Linked DNA regions of Gossypium hirsutum: region 2 is linked to region 1. Evidence: chromatin contacts called from public Hi-C data. All regions are on one chromosome and are shown on one strand. Each heading gives the region's core, a stretch centred on a gene start, on an enhancer-like site or on the middle of the called end of the contact. The rest is flanking DNA. Distances are from core to core; before and after follow the strand shown.

Region 1 (6,063 bases), core at 3,173-5,672:
AGACCCAAACGTATTACAGTAGTCCTAGAATCGACTAAACCGTAGCTCTGATACCAATAAAATTGTAACACCCCGTACCCGAGACCGTTGTCGGAATCAACCACGAGGTGCTAACAGACATAATTCATATATGTTCACAGTCCATTTTAAAAATTTCCAGACAGCTGGCTAACTGCGTCACTGTTACCTTAAAAATCATATCTTGAGTTCCAAAACTCGAAAATAAATTTCGTAATTTTTTCCTGAAACTAGACTCATATATCCATCTACAAATTGTTTTCTAGAATTTTTGGTCAAGCCAATTAGTACAGTTTATTATTTAAAGTCTCCCCTGTTACAGGGTTCGACTATACTGACCTTCCTGCATTGTGACTTAGATAACTCCTTGTACAGGGCTTCAATAGTTATGATGTTTGTTTCTAATGAAACTATACTCAAAAAGGAATCTATACATATATGGAATGACTACTAATTATATCTGGTTAATTTATAATGAATTTCCAAAGTCAGATCAGGGGATCTAGAAATTGCTCTAACCCTGTCCCACGAAAAGTTAAATATCTCTTAAATTACAACTCATATGACCATTTAGTTTCTTCCATATGGAATTAGATTCATCAAGGTTCGATTACATAATTTATTCACTATTTAATTCCATTCCTACTATTTTTAGTGATTTTTCAAATTCACACCACTGCTGCTGTCAGCATCTGCCTTTAAGGTAGTCCTTACCTATTACATAGTTTCCATGATTCAACTAACCCTTTAGTATATATAGCACAAGGTATAATCGTGATTAACCATTCCAATGGCCAATCATTGCCAAGCATATCCACACCTCTCAATAACCATTTACATACAAAATGATTATAACATTATGCTCAAAAATATATATAAGCCATTTTCGCATGGCTATCCAAATTTGTACAATACCGAAAGGTACATGACCAACATCAAAAAGGGTAGTCCTATACATGCCATTTCAGAGTTCAACCAAAAGTGTACCAAAAAGGGGCTTTGATAGTGTCGACGACTTCAACTTCGACAATCCCAAGTCCGATAGCTGACGAACCAAAATCTATAAAACAGAGAGTCAAAGAAACGGAGTAAGCATTTAATGCTTAGTAAGTTTTGAGCCATGAAATTAGACACAACTAAAGTATAGCATTCATATGGCTAAACGGATAATTTCATATGCTCAAATTCTCAATATCATACTTACCTCACATTACCAACCCTTATATTCATACACAAAAGATCAACTTAGCCAAAGGCCAGTAGCTCATTTATCGACTGAGCGAATACTATTTGTAAGGAATCAACCAATTCAATGCATATACGAAACATACCCATCATTGGGATTTTACGAGCGTATTAATTGAAATTATTACAGCAAGATCGCTTATTCCCAAGCCAAGTACCTTCGGGATTTAACCGGATATAGCTACTCGCTCAAATACCTTCGGGACATAGCCCGGATATAGTAACTCGCACCAATGCCTTCGAGACTTAGCCTGGATATAGTAACTCGCACAATTGCCTTCGGGACTTAGCCCGGATATAGTAACTCGCACAAATGCCTTCGGGACTTAGCCCGGAACTAGTAATTAGCGCAAATGCCTTCGGGACTTAGCCCGGTTATCGTCCGAATATTCATGCACATATCAATAAATCATGACACATCTATATTTCATTTTCATAATTAGAGTTCAAACACAAGTCACGTATTAAGCATTCCCATTTTCGGCTCACTAGCCACATACAAACAGCATGGTTTAGTTTGCTTTATGACACGATCTCTATGCACATACGGCTACCCGTCATACGTATAGACTAATTAACTCAACATATAATTCAAGTAGAATCATCATATCACCGTATATTTGTTATGCTCATACATCATGACTTAATCAATTCATAACTAAATCTCATTGCTCGAAAACTTGCCTCGGATGTTGTCGAACGATTTCGATGGCTATTCGACCACTTTTTCCTTCCCTTTATCGGATTTAGTTCCCCTTTGCTCTTGAGCTTAATTTAACAAATAAATTGATTTAATCATTTGAGCATCAATAGAGGAACTCAAGGTACTTAGCCCATATATATATACATTAGACATTAAAGTCACATACATATGAAATCTTGAATCAACTCAACATATTAGCCCACACTCTCTTTTAGCCGATTGTCTAAGCCAAGATAAAAGCATCAATATGCTTGCCTCTAACCGAATACATGCAACACCAATCTTCTTCATGTGGCCGAATATGCATGTCTATGTTGAGGCCGATTATATGCTTAATACTTCCTACAAGTATGGTTACTTGTATTGACTACATATCATTTTGTTTCAAGTTCAAAACTCGGCTAATATGCATATATACACTAGTAATCAAATACTAACATTTTGCACTTCACCTTACTGCCATTTCACATCTACTTTCTACCATGGCCGAATGCATCAAGACACCATACCATTCAATTTTGGTCATGGGTTACACAAAGAACTTAATGTCTAACTCAAAAATGCCAAAAAGAAAATCCAAGAGTCATCAATCACCATCACATGTATCATTACAAAGCTTCACACTTAGCATGCAAATGACATCAACACAAATCCACCTTAGCCGAAACTTGACTCATCTTCATGCCTCATCACCACAACATCAAACATCAACCAAGAAGACAACACCCATGGCCGAATATCACCTCCATCTCATAGCAAAGATTTAAACCATGGGCTAGGTAGAACTCAAACTAACAACTAAAAACATGCATGAATCTCATGGACAACATCAAACATACCTTAGTCTAGCAACCCACCATAGCCGATTTTCTCAAAGCTCTTCCCCCTTCTTCTCTTTCTCCCATTCGGCCAAGAACAACATGAGAACTTCTTCTTTTTTTTCAATTCACGGCAATGGGGGGGCAACCACACACATTTTTTTTTTGTCATCATTTACCTTTCCATTATTATTTTATTGCCCATACTCCTTATTTTATTTTTCCTAACATAAATCACTAACATAACATGTTTATGACATGTTTTGCCCATAACATTTTGTCTATCCTTAATGTCATGGCCGGCCACTACTTCTTAAGGGGGAAATTGACATGCAAGTCCACCGTTTTGATTTCATGCACTAATAGATCCTTATAGATCGACCTATCACATTTCAAAAGTGGCACACATAAGTCCTATTAGCTAAATTCACATGCAATTGACTAAATCGAAGCTTAAAACTTTCACACATTCATATTCACATATTTTAGACATTAATCATTATATTCAAATAATTTGGTGACTCGGTTTAGCGGTCCCGAAACCGCTTTCCGACTAGGGTCACTTTAGGGCTGTCACACATTATTATTTATTATATTCAACTTATTATGTGATTGATTTTTGTAGATTGATATAAATCTTCTTACGTAAGCAAGCCTCGAAATATTCTATATAATTGAGAAACTTATATAGATTTATGTACCTAGAATTTAGAGCACTAAATTTGTTCATGTGAGAAATCATATTTTTTGAGTGCATTTTGATTGTAAAACCTGTTGTGTTGTGGTTTTACAAGCTAATTAACCCAACGAATTTAGTGGTGAGGGTTGTAGTCTTCAAAGATACAAATGAGAAAATTGTCATGTGTGCGTGATAGATTTAGAATGATTGTGAAATAGTTTGAAAAATCGGTTAAGAAAACAATTATTTCAAGAACAATAGAAGTTTAAAAATTTTCTTTGAAACCGAGCTGTTGTGTTATTTATAGTATTAAACTTAATTGGAATATATCTATGCTTTGCACAAGGTAATTTAAAGTCGATCTCGACTTTCTATCGAATGATCTTCCCTATTATTCTCGAATTATGAATTGCCTCGAGTGTGGACTCTAACAACATAAACCAAATCATAGAATGAGAACTTTAACTTAACTTTCAATAGGAAAATTAATTTTCTCTTTAACCGAAAACTATGCATTTTTCTTAAAAAATTAGAATTTAGTCTGTGAAATAAATTTTCACTACTTTTTAACAGAACAATCACATTTATTCAATGTGCAAATAACTCAAAACATAATTCCTAATTATAAAGAATCAATATAAAAGTTATGTTCGAATAAAAGTCCGATTAAATAATAATATTCAATAAAAAAATACAACTTCTACTCAAATTAAGAGTATACGGGGCTTCATGTAAACACTAGAATTTGCCCGCTAGTTGGACTGATTTATCCGTCTGATCAACAACAAAAACCCCTCTGAACCAGGAAATGAAAAAAACTGGAGTTGAACTACAAATAAAAAACTCATAAAAAAACCAGTCAGACCAGTTTTTGAAAAATGGGCTAGTTTAGAGTGGGATATTGGCCCAATGGCCAAAAGCCCAGTAACAAGTCAACCCAAAGAAAAAAAAATTTAAAGAAACCCTCACCCCCAAACCTTCAGTCCTTCGCCCTCAGCCTTCCACCGTTTGTCCTATATCTGCTTTACCCTTCAGCCATCGTTTCTGTTTGTTCTGCTATCGAGATCTGCTTCTTCCACTGTCCCTGCTGCCGTCAGCCACCGAGATGAGATCTCGTTCTCTTTTTTTTTGTTTTTTTACTCTATTTATCTTCTGGCTTTAGGGTTTTATCTTTTATGAGTTATTATTGTTAAGATTATTAATAACAGATGAATTCCAATAAAATATATTTATTAAAAGCCAAAATAAATAGATATTTTTTAATAATTTCATTATATCTATTTTTTTAACATAATTGTGTCTATTATCAATAAAAGAACTGTACAACATTTAATATAATTAAAAGAATGTTAAGCAAATAAAAAGGAAAACGGGAAGAGATCTGACTTTTTACTCTATATTTTTCAGATTTTTTTATTTTAAAATTGATTATTATATATTGAATAATAATAATAAAACTCTCTAAAAATTTCAACACAATGGGACTATGTATTAAGGACATAAACAACAAAAAATTAATGTTCAATAAAACAAAAACATACCTGCTCCGTTTCTTCAAAACACCCTCTCTACAAGATAAACTATCAACAAAAATTAAATTAATATCGTTTCTGTTATTTACATTTAAATTAAAAAAATAAGAAAAAAAATGTTTAAAAGAAATAGAATCATACATATCTTTCTTTCAAACACACCCTTTATACAAAATAAAAAAAACCAATTAAATCAACAAAACCATTTGTAAAATAAATAAAAATAAAAATAACTACACAATAAAATATTAGTGCTGGCTCTCTCACACCCTCCACTTTTAAAAAATATATATTTAAAAAAAAACATATCATTGCGTAATGATGTTTTAATGATTATGTAAAAAAAAATTTGGGTGTCGCCTCCTCCATGCCCTCCACCTCTTGGTATTATTATAAATACCATTTAGGTATTTATTTTTATTTTTGTCCAAAAATAAAAAATAAATGTGACAGGTGATAAAAACAATTTAACTATGGTTGTTATAATTAGTGGCTAAGCATGACTATCTCCATTAACTCATTCTATTTAGTTTCACCAAAATTAAAATTATGAATTAAGTATATCTAAGAGTGAGAAACGGGAACTGTAATGATCCAATCACCCTATTTCATGAATCCAGCTAATTGAATTTTTTAAATTGAGATTTAGCAAAAAGAATTATTTAAGTATTTTGTAAATTAATGAGTAGGGACTATATTGAAAGGGAGCTAAAATTTAAGGATTGGGTAAAGTATTAAACCAAGGACCTAAGCATAATTAACCACTATTAAAAGCAAGCTTAGTGGATAAGCTCGATTCTATCCATCAATTTAGACTAAGTATGTGGGCATTAAAGGATTATTGAATTTAATTATAAAAGATGAAAGAATTGGTTCATCTTTCTGTTCCCCAAAAGAAAGAGAAAAAGAAATCTTGATCATCTTATTCTCCATGCATCGAGCTCCCACCAGGAAAGTAAGTCTAGATTATGGTTCAATATATGTTAAGATTGAAAGGAGAAATGCTTGGGAAAGTACTACGGATTGTTGATAAAGATGAGTTTAAAGTGATTGAAATAAGCTAGGCGT
Region 2 (6,076 bases), core at 245-2,744, 530 kb before region 1:
TTAATTTGTATAGCTGAACCATCAAGGCGTGGAACTGGTGCTGATGGCATTTGTTCCCAAGCCAAATCTGGTGCTGGTAAATCCGCAAATGTTGCTGATAAAAATCTCTTCTTTTTCCCAATCTAAAATTTTACAAAAAAAAAAACTATCACCAAAAGAAGAAATTTTTAAAGAGAGGGAAAGACAAAAAAAAAGAAGAAAAAAAACACAAAACCTTGTCGTCAACGTTTTGTTGTTGTTGAGAAACAAAGATACGAGGTTTTTGAGACACCCAATTGGATGCAAACCTAAGATATGAAGAGCTAAAAGAAGAAGAAGATGCCCAGAAGAGATCTATAATGCAAGCCAATCCCAAAAGACAAAAGAAGAAGAGAACAAATATAAATTTTGTCTGACTGTTGTTGCTCTTGCTTTGATGTTGATGGTGGTGATGTAGATTTTTGCCCATTTTTCTTTTTGCAGGTTCATAAGAGTATTGCTCATCTCCATTTATTTATTAGAACGTAAAGGAAATACAGGGGTTGGAGGAGAAAAAAGAAAGACAGCTTGAGACAGCAGTAACTTTGAACTCTGCTAAAAATGTTGGGCGCCAATGGTTTTTCATTGCCTTTTGAAGTTCACTAGTTCTTGGGTAAATTACATCTCATGTCCTAAATTATGCTTCAAATTTTACATTAGTCCTAAACTATAATACTCAAAGTATCAGTTAGGTACTTTTAGCATTTGGATAGCTTGGGAATCGTATGCCACTAGTATTTTAAAAATTAGGATAGTGGTTGAACGGTTTAAACTATGTTCAACATTCGATTTGATCAATCATATAAAAATAAATAATAAAAATATTCATAAAACATAAAAAGAATATATAAAATCCGTTCAACTGATTCAAATTGTTGACTTTTTGTTTTGACTTCCGATTTTTTATTAGTTTTGAGCAGTTCATTTAGAGGTCGATTCAACTTCTATATTTGAACTAATGTATCAATCAATTCGATTCAAATAATACTAAATATTGCATAAAAATTATATTTTTTATTAGATTCATGCATATTTAGCATCCAAATTAATAATTAGATTGACGAAACAACCTAATTGATACGATACTTATATTTTAAAAACTCAATTCCAACATTTTAAAATTTAGAACTTGTTTAAAACATGAATCATAATTTGAGGATGTACTGTGAAATTAATCCTTTACATTTATGTGTCTTCCGAGGTTGGAAATTCAAGGGCAATCCTCAGCTGTTGTTTTCATGATCGGTCGGTGGATGAAATGGGCTGTCTCTGCAAGAAAAAAAGGGGCCTGTCTGTTTTCCTTTTATTTATTTGTGGAGTCTCTCCTTTATGGGCTGGTTTTATTGCTGTCCACTACTTGGGTCTCATGTAACTGAAAAGACCAAACACAAGACCTGGCAGTTTTCAAGGCCATCCTAAAAGCCCAAAACCTTACTGTCTGTTGGTGGACACGCGACTCGACTAAATATCAGTCACTGTATTTTTTTTTCCTAATATAATTTATGCTGTTTTCTCTTATACTTTTCGTTTTGTTCCTTTGGATCTGTGAGGCAGCCGCCGGTTCCTTTGACCACCACCACCACCACCACCACCTCTCTGTGATCAACCTTCACTCTCTTTTTCAAGTTAGTTCTCTGTCTTATGCTCTCTTCACATCCTCTTTTAATCTTTGGGTTTGTTATTTTTATTATTTTTTCCTCCATAGTTGTTGGATCTGCCCCCAGATCCTCTATGTTAGGGTTTTCAAGTTCCTCCTTTTTTTCATTTTAAACTTTAACCTTTTTTTGGCTTCTTTATGCTATTCCTTAGATTGGGTTTACTGTTCTTTTTGTATTGTATGTTTATCCTTTGATTTTATGATTACCCAATTGTTTCAACACTGTTAGAGCTTTTCCTTTTTGGAGAATTTAATGATTATTTGACTGAAAAAAAGGAACCTTTATATGAATTCTCTTTTTAATCTCATTTGGTCCTCTCTTTTTTTTAACATTTTATTTGTAAATATACATTTGCTTATTAAGTTTCAGCTGAACTTTTCAGGGAAATTAGCTGAAATGGCTGGAGGATTAATCCACCAGGTTTTAAGGAGGAAATTTCAATCACAGTCTGCTGTAAGATTCTTTCCTAGTTTTCCTTCATTGATGTTAAACTTATACTTACCTAGGGAATGAGGTTATGAAGACCATGCAATCTACATGGTTCTTACTGGATTTTCTTAGATAATCTTGAAATATTTTGCTACATGGATTCTAGTATTTGTTAAATTTTAGCAAGTTTTCATTCATTGATCCTAGTTTTCTACTTTCCTCGAGATGAATTCTAACTTTTAAGGCAAGCTTTGTCCAATTGCGGTATATTTTCATCCTATATTCCTCTTACTTGGGTGCTAATGTCTGATATGCAAGTGTGCATTGACATGGGTATGATCGGATTTTTTAAATTTTTTCCATGTATTTGGAGTATATCCTTGGAGGTTTATCTTCATACTCAAGTGTCGGATATGAGTCTTGGACATGTGCACTTCATGAACAATGAAGAGTCAGAGCAAAAAAAGTTTTCATCTCTGAATAATAATGAAAAGTTTCTATAGGATCTAACCTGGAATGGTTTTCTCCCAGTTACCAATACTTGTTCTGTATTATTGCTCAGGTTCAAGCTTTATCATGGTTTTCATCAAGGAAAGTTAATGACGATGCGGGTTCTGCTGGTATGAGGACCGTTGCACTCCTTGGAGCTGGTGTTTCAGGTTTACTAGGTTTTGCAACAGTAGCATCTGCTGATGAGGCAGAACACGGTTTAGGAGTTCCAAATTATCCTTGGCCTCACGCAGGCATCCTCAGTTCATATGACCATGCTTCGTGAGTTTTATGCCTTTCCTTGCTCTTTTTTGTTATGTGCACAAAAACGAATAAACCTTACTTGAAAAGGAAAAAAGTTGTATATCAGTCTCAACATCCAATTGGAGAATTGGAGAAATCTATTTAGAATCTTGCAATATGGTTGTAATATTAGGTTAGCCATTGCCATACATATATTTTTACTTTTTGCTGCCAGTGTTAATGATGTGATATCAATCTTGCATGATCAGGATTCGTCGCGGTCACCAGGTTTACCAGCAAGTGTGTGCATCCTGCCACTCTATGTCCCTAATATCATACCGTGATTTGGTTGGTGTTGCGTATACGGAAGAGGAGACGAAGGCTATGGCAGCTGAGATTGAGGTGGTTGACGGTCCTAATGATGAGGGTGAGATGTTTACTCGTCCGGGTAAACTTAGTGACCGCTTTCCTCAGCCATATGCAAACGAACAAGCAGCTAGGTTTGCAAATGGAGGAGCTTATCCTCCAGATCTAAGTCTCATCACCAAAGTAATTCTCGCCTTGCTTTTTAGACCACTGTGGAAGTTATTGGTTATATATAAACTTAAGATATCATACTTGTTTATTTTTTCAGGCTCGTCATAATGGCCAGAACTATGTGTTTGCGCTTCTAACTGGTTACCGTGACCCTCCTGCTGGTGTTATGGTAAGTTCTGCTTTACACTATCTTCTGTGACATGAAATTTTGTTCTAATGTCCAATGTTGGAAACATTTAGCTTCTTCCAAAGATACTTTGTATTTATATATATTTTGCAATTGGGAGTATACAACGGAAGAGAGAATGTGGGTCTGAAGTTAGGATTAAGTTCTATAGCTCTTCGATTTGATCCATTTTAACTGCTGCTTTTCAATGTCTGTATTATGAAAACATACGTTTTAAATGCAAGGCCAATGCCTTCCTTTTGCTGTAACAGTTCAGAATTTAACCCTTCATTTCCCCTGATCCGCAGTTCTTTTCATTGTATAGCTTTTGTATGCATGCTTGTAGCACGTGCATGTACACTTTGTTGTTAATAGCTGGCTACAATTATCTAATATCAACTGAATATTTTTGGTTGAGGCTCAAGAATAATACCTAAAGTCTTCATTTTTCAATCGTGTAGATTCGTGAGGGGCTACACTATAACCCATACTTTCCAGGAGGAGCAATTGCCATGCCTAAAATGCTTATTGATGGTGCTGTAGAGTATGAAGATGGCACCCCTGCAACTGAAGCTCAGGTCTGTTTCTGCCCTTTCATTTCATTCATATTACCTTGCCTATGTGTTTGAGAACCCCCTTATGTATTTGCATTTCATATGGGATACATTTCTCACTCTTCTGTATTATTATTGTCATATGGTGCACAGATGGGGAAAGATGTGGTGACATTTTTGTCATGGGCGGCAGAACCAGAAATGGAAGAAAGGAAGCTGGTATGTATCATATCATAAATGATTCTTTAGTCTAAAGACCTTGTTTTAACAATTAGAGTTCTGATATTTCCATCATCGAATGCAGATGGGTTTTAAATGGATATTTGTATTGTCATTGGCTTTGCTTCAAGCTGCTTACTACCGACGCTTGAGGTGGTCGGTTCTCAAATCTCGCAGGCTGGTACTTGATGTTGTGAACTAGCCTCCTCCCCCTCAAGTTTCTCGCTTTTTGTGGATTTGATTCGGCAATAATTGCTTATCAGGATGTTCTAGGTTCTGCCATGACCAAAGTGGTGAGTAAGTCTTTTTTTTCAGAGTTGAGAAGAAATAAGCTGCTCGACACACATGCATTAAATATTTTTTTGGTTTAAGACTTGAATTTCATTTAGTTATCTTTTTGGATATGTTTGAATACTTGAATCACCGTTCTCAGTGCCGAGTAAGATGAATGGAATCGGTTAAACACAAAGCATTTGCAACCCTCTTCTTTTACTATATTTCTTTTGCTGAACTAGTTAATCATTGGAGTTTCTTTGCTGAAATAGTTTCTTTTACTATATTATTTATTCGAGTTGACTTGAAATTCGATTCTTTTTTTTTTAATTTTTTGAATTGATTCAAGTTTTGCTCACCCTTAACCTGTTTCTTGTTGTCGTGAGATACGAATTTCATTGCTTACAAAAGGTTTTTGATGCAAGTGAAGCATGCAAAATGCTTTCTTTTCCTTTTATTCCCCTTGTAGTGTCATCGTGGTGATTTCGTTATCACTTACGTACTGTATATTGTAAGTAATATTTTGGTAAGAGTCAATATTTTACAAAGAATCAAGTACTTTTGAGTCTAAGAATCCATATTATTGTATAAATTGAATTGGATCAATTTACGTTTGGGAATTTTTTGTGCGTGAATTTATTTAATGATGTTTTAATACAGAGAATAAGGTATCAAAAATAACAAAGATATATTTAAGTAGCATTTGTATTAAGAATTGTTTCAAATATTGTTAAATATTAATCATTATAATATTCTTAAATTTAGATTATGAGCCATATAATTTGATAATAAAAATAAATGCTTTATTTTACTAACAATTAACAAACGAAAAAAAGTAATTTTACTTGATTCGTAAGTACCCAATCTTCAAATTTTCAATTTTAATTCAATTAGTCTTCATGTTTTGGACTTTAACTCGTCTAAATATCTCCAAATAGTTAGTCTAATACTTTTGTTCTAAAACTTGTCAAATATAAAAATAGACAAGTAAAATAATGAAATAGTGTCTTAAGTTGTGGCCATTGTTTCGGCCATCGAAACAGCCACATAATTTTCCCTTATCTCCAAATGCGTCAACAATCTCCCCTTTAGTAAATTTTGAACAAACCATATATAGAGAAAAATAAAGTCATCATACAAATTCTCCCCCCTAAAGATCTCTCCTTTAAACAAATTATCTCAACTATCTCATCTCAAAGTAATATAACTATTAATGTAGGTATTAGCATAGTAAAGACAAAAATATAAACTTGTTAACGTGATCCAAAACATGCAAGGGTAGGAGTATAAAGTTACTGGATTGAGTGGACATTTGCACACAGAGTAGAAGAATTACCATACTAAATTGATGAGAATCGGAACCCTAAGTTTGTGGTTATTGTTGCCAAAAAAAAAACATACTTCACTACTTTTTTTTGTTCAATGATTGCAAATGGATCACTGAAGCTATTTGGCCATGATATCAAACTTCATGACCAATAGTTTACTGT

What was found. Hi-C and Micro-C count contacts between places; a contact is called where the count stands out from the background.
Region 2: a contact with region 1 is called in a Hi-C map of leaf, with 3 times the contacts expected there. The contact joins the promoter of LOC107888727 here to the enhancer-like site in region 1. A contact is called at or near these places in 10 of 34 Hi-C or Micro-C datasets (leaf, petal and seedling).

Annotation. Positions count from the first base shown.
Region 1 is chrA09:15,193,035-15,199,097 of Gossypium_hirsutum_v2.1, reverse strand. No RefSeq gene overlaps it. Among protein-coding and RNA genes, the nearest start is that of LOC107888707, 17 kb to the right of the region's middle. Within about 2 kb of position 4,422, at least 7 of the 9 cell types and tissues checked have an H3K27ac peak or open chromatin away from gene starts, as enhancers often do. A contact at or near this core is called in leaf, where this site is marked.
Region 2 is chrA09:15,723,347-15,729,422 of Gossypium_hirsutum_v2.1, reverse strand. It overlaps LOC107888727 (cytochrome c1-2, heme protein, mitochondrial), which reads left to right and starts at 1,494. Exons shown (of 8, transcript XM_016812914.2): 1 at 1,494-1,643; 2 at 2,046-2,129; 3 at 2,668-2,876; 4 at 3,107-3,386; 5 at 3,472-3,543; 6 at 4,002-4,118; 7 at 4,248-4,313; 8 at 4,399-4,782. The coding sequence starts at 1,521. The coding sequence ends at 4,515. It overlaps LOC107888728 (kelch repeat-containing protein At3g27220), which reads right to left and starts at 549. Exons shown (of 7, transcript XM_016812916.2): 1 at 215-549; 2 at 1-122. The coding sequence starts at 448.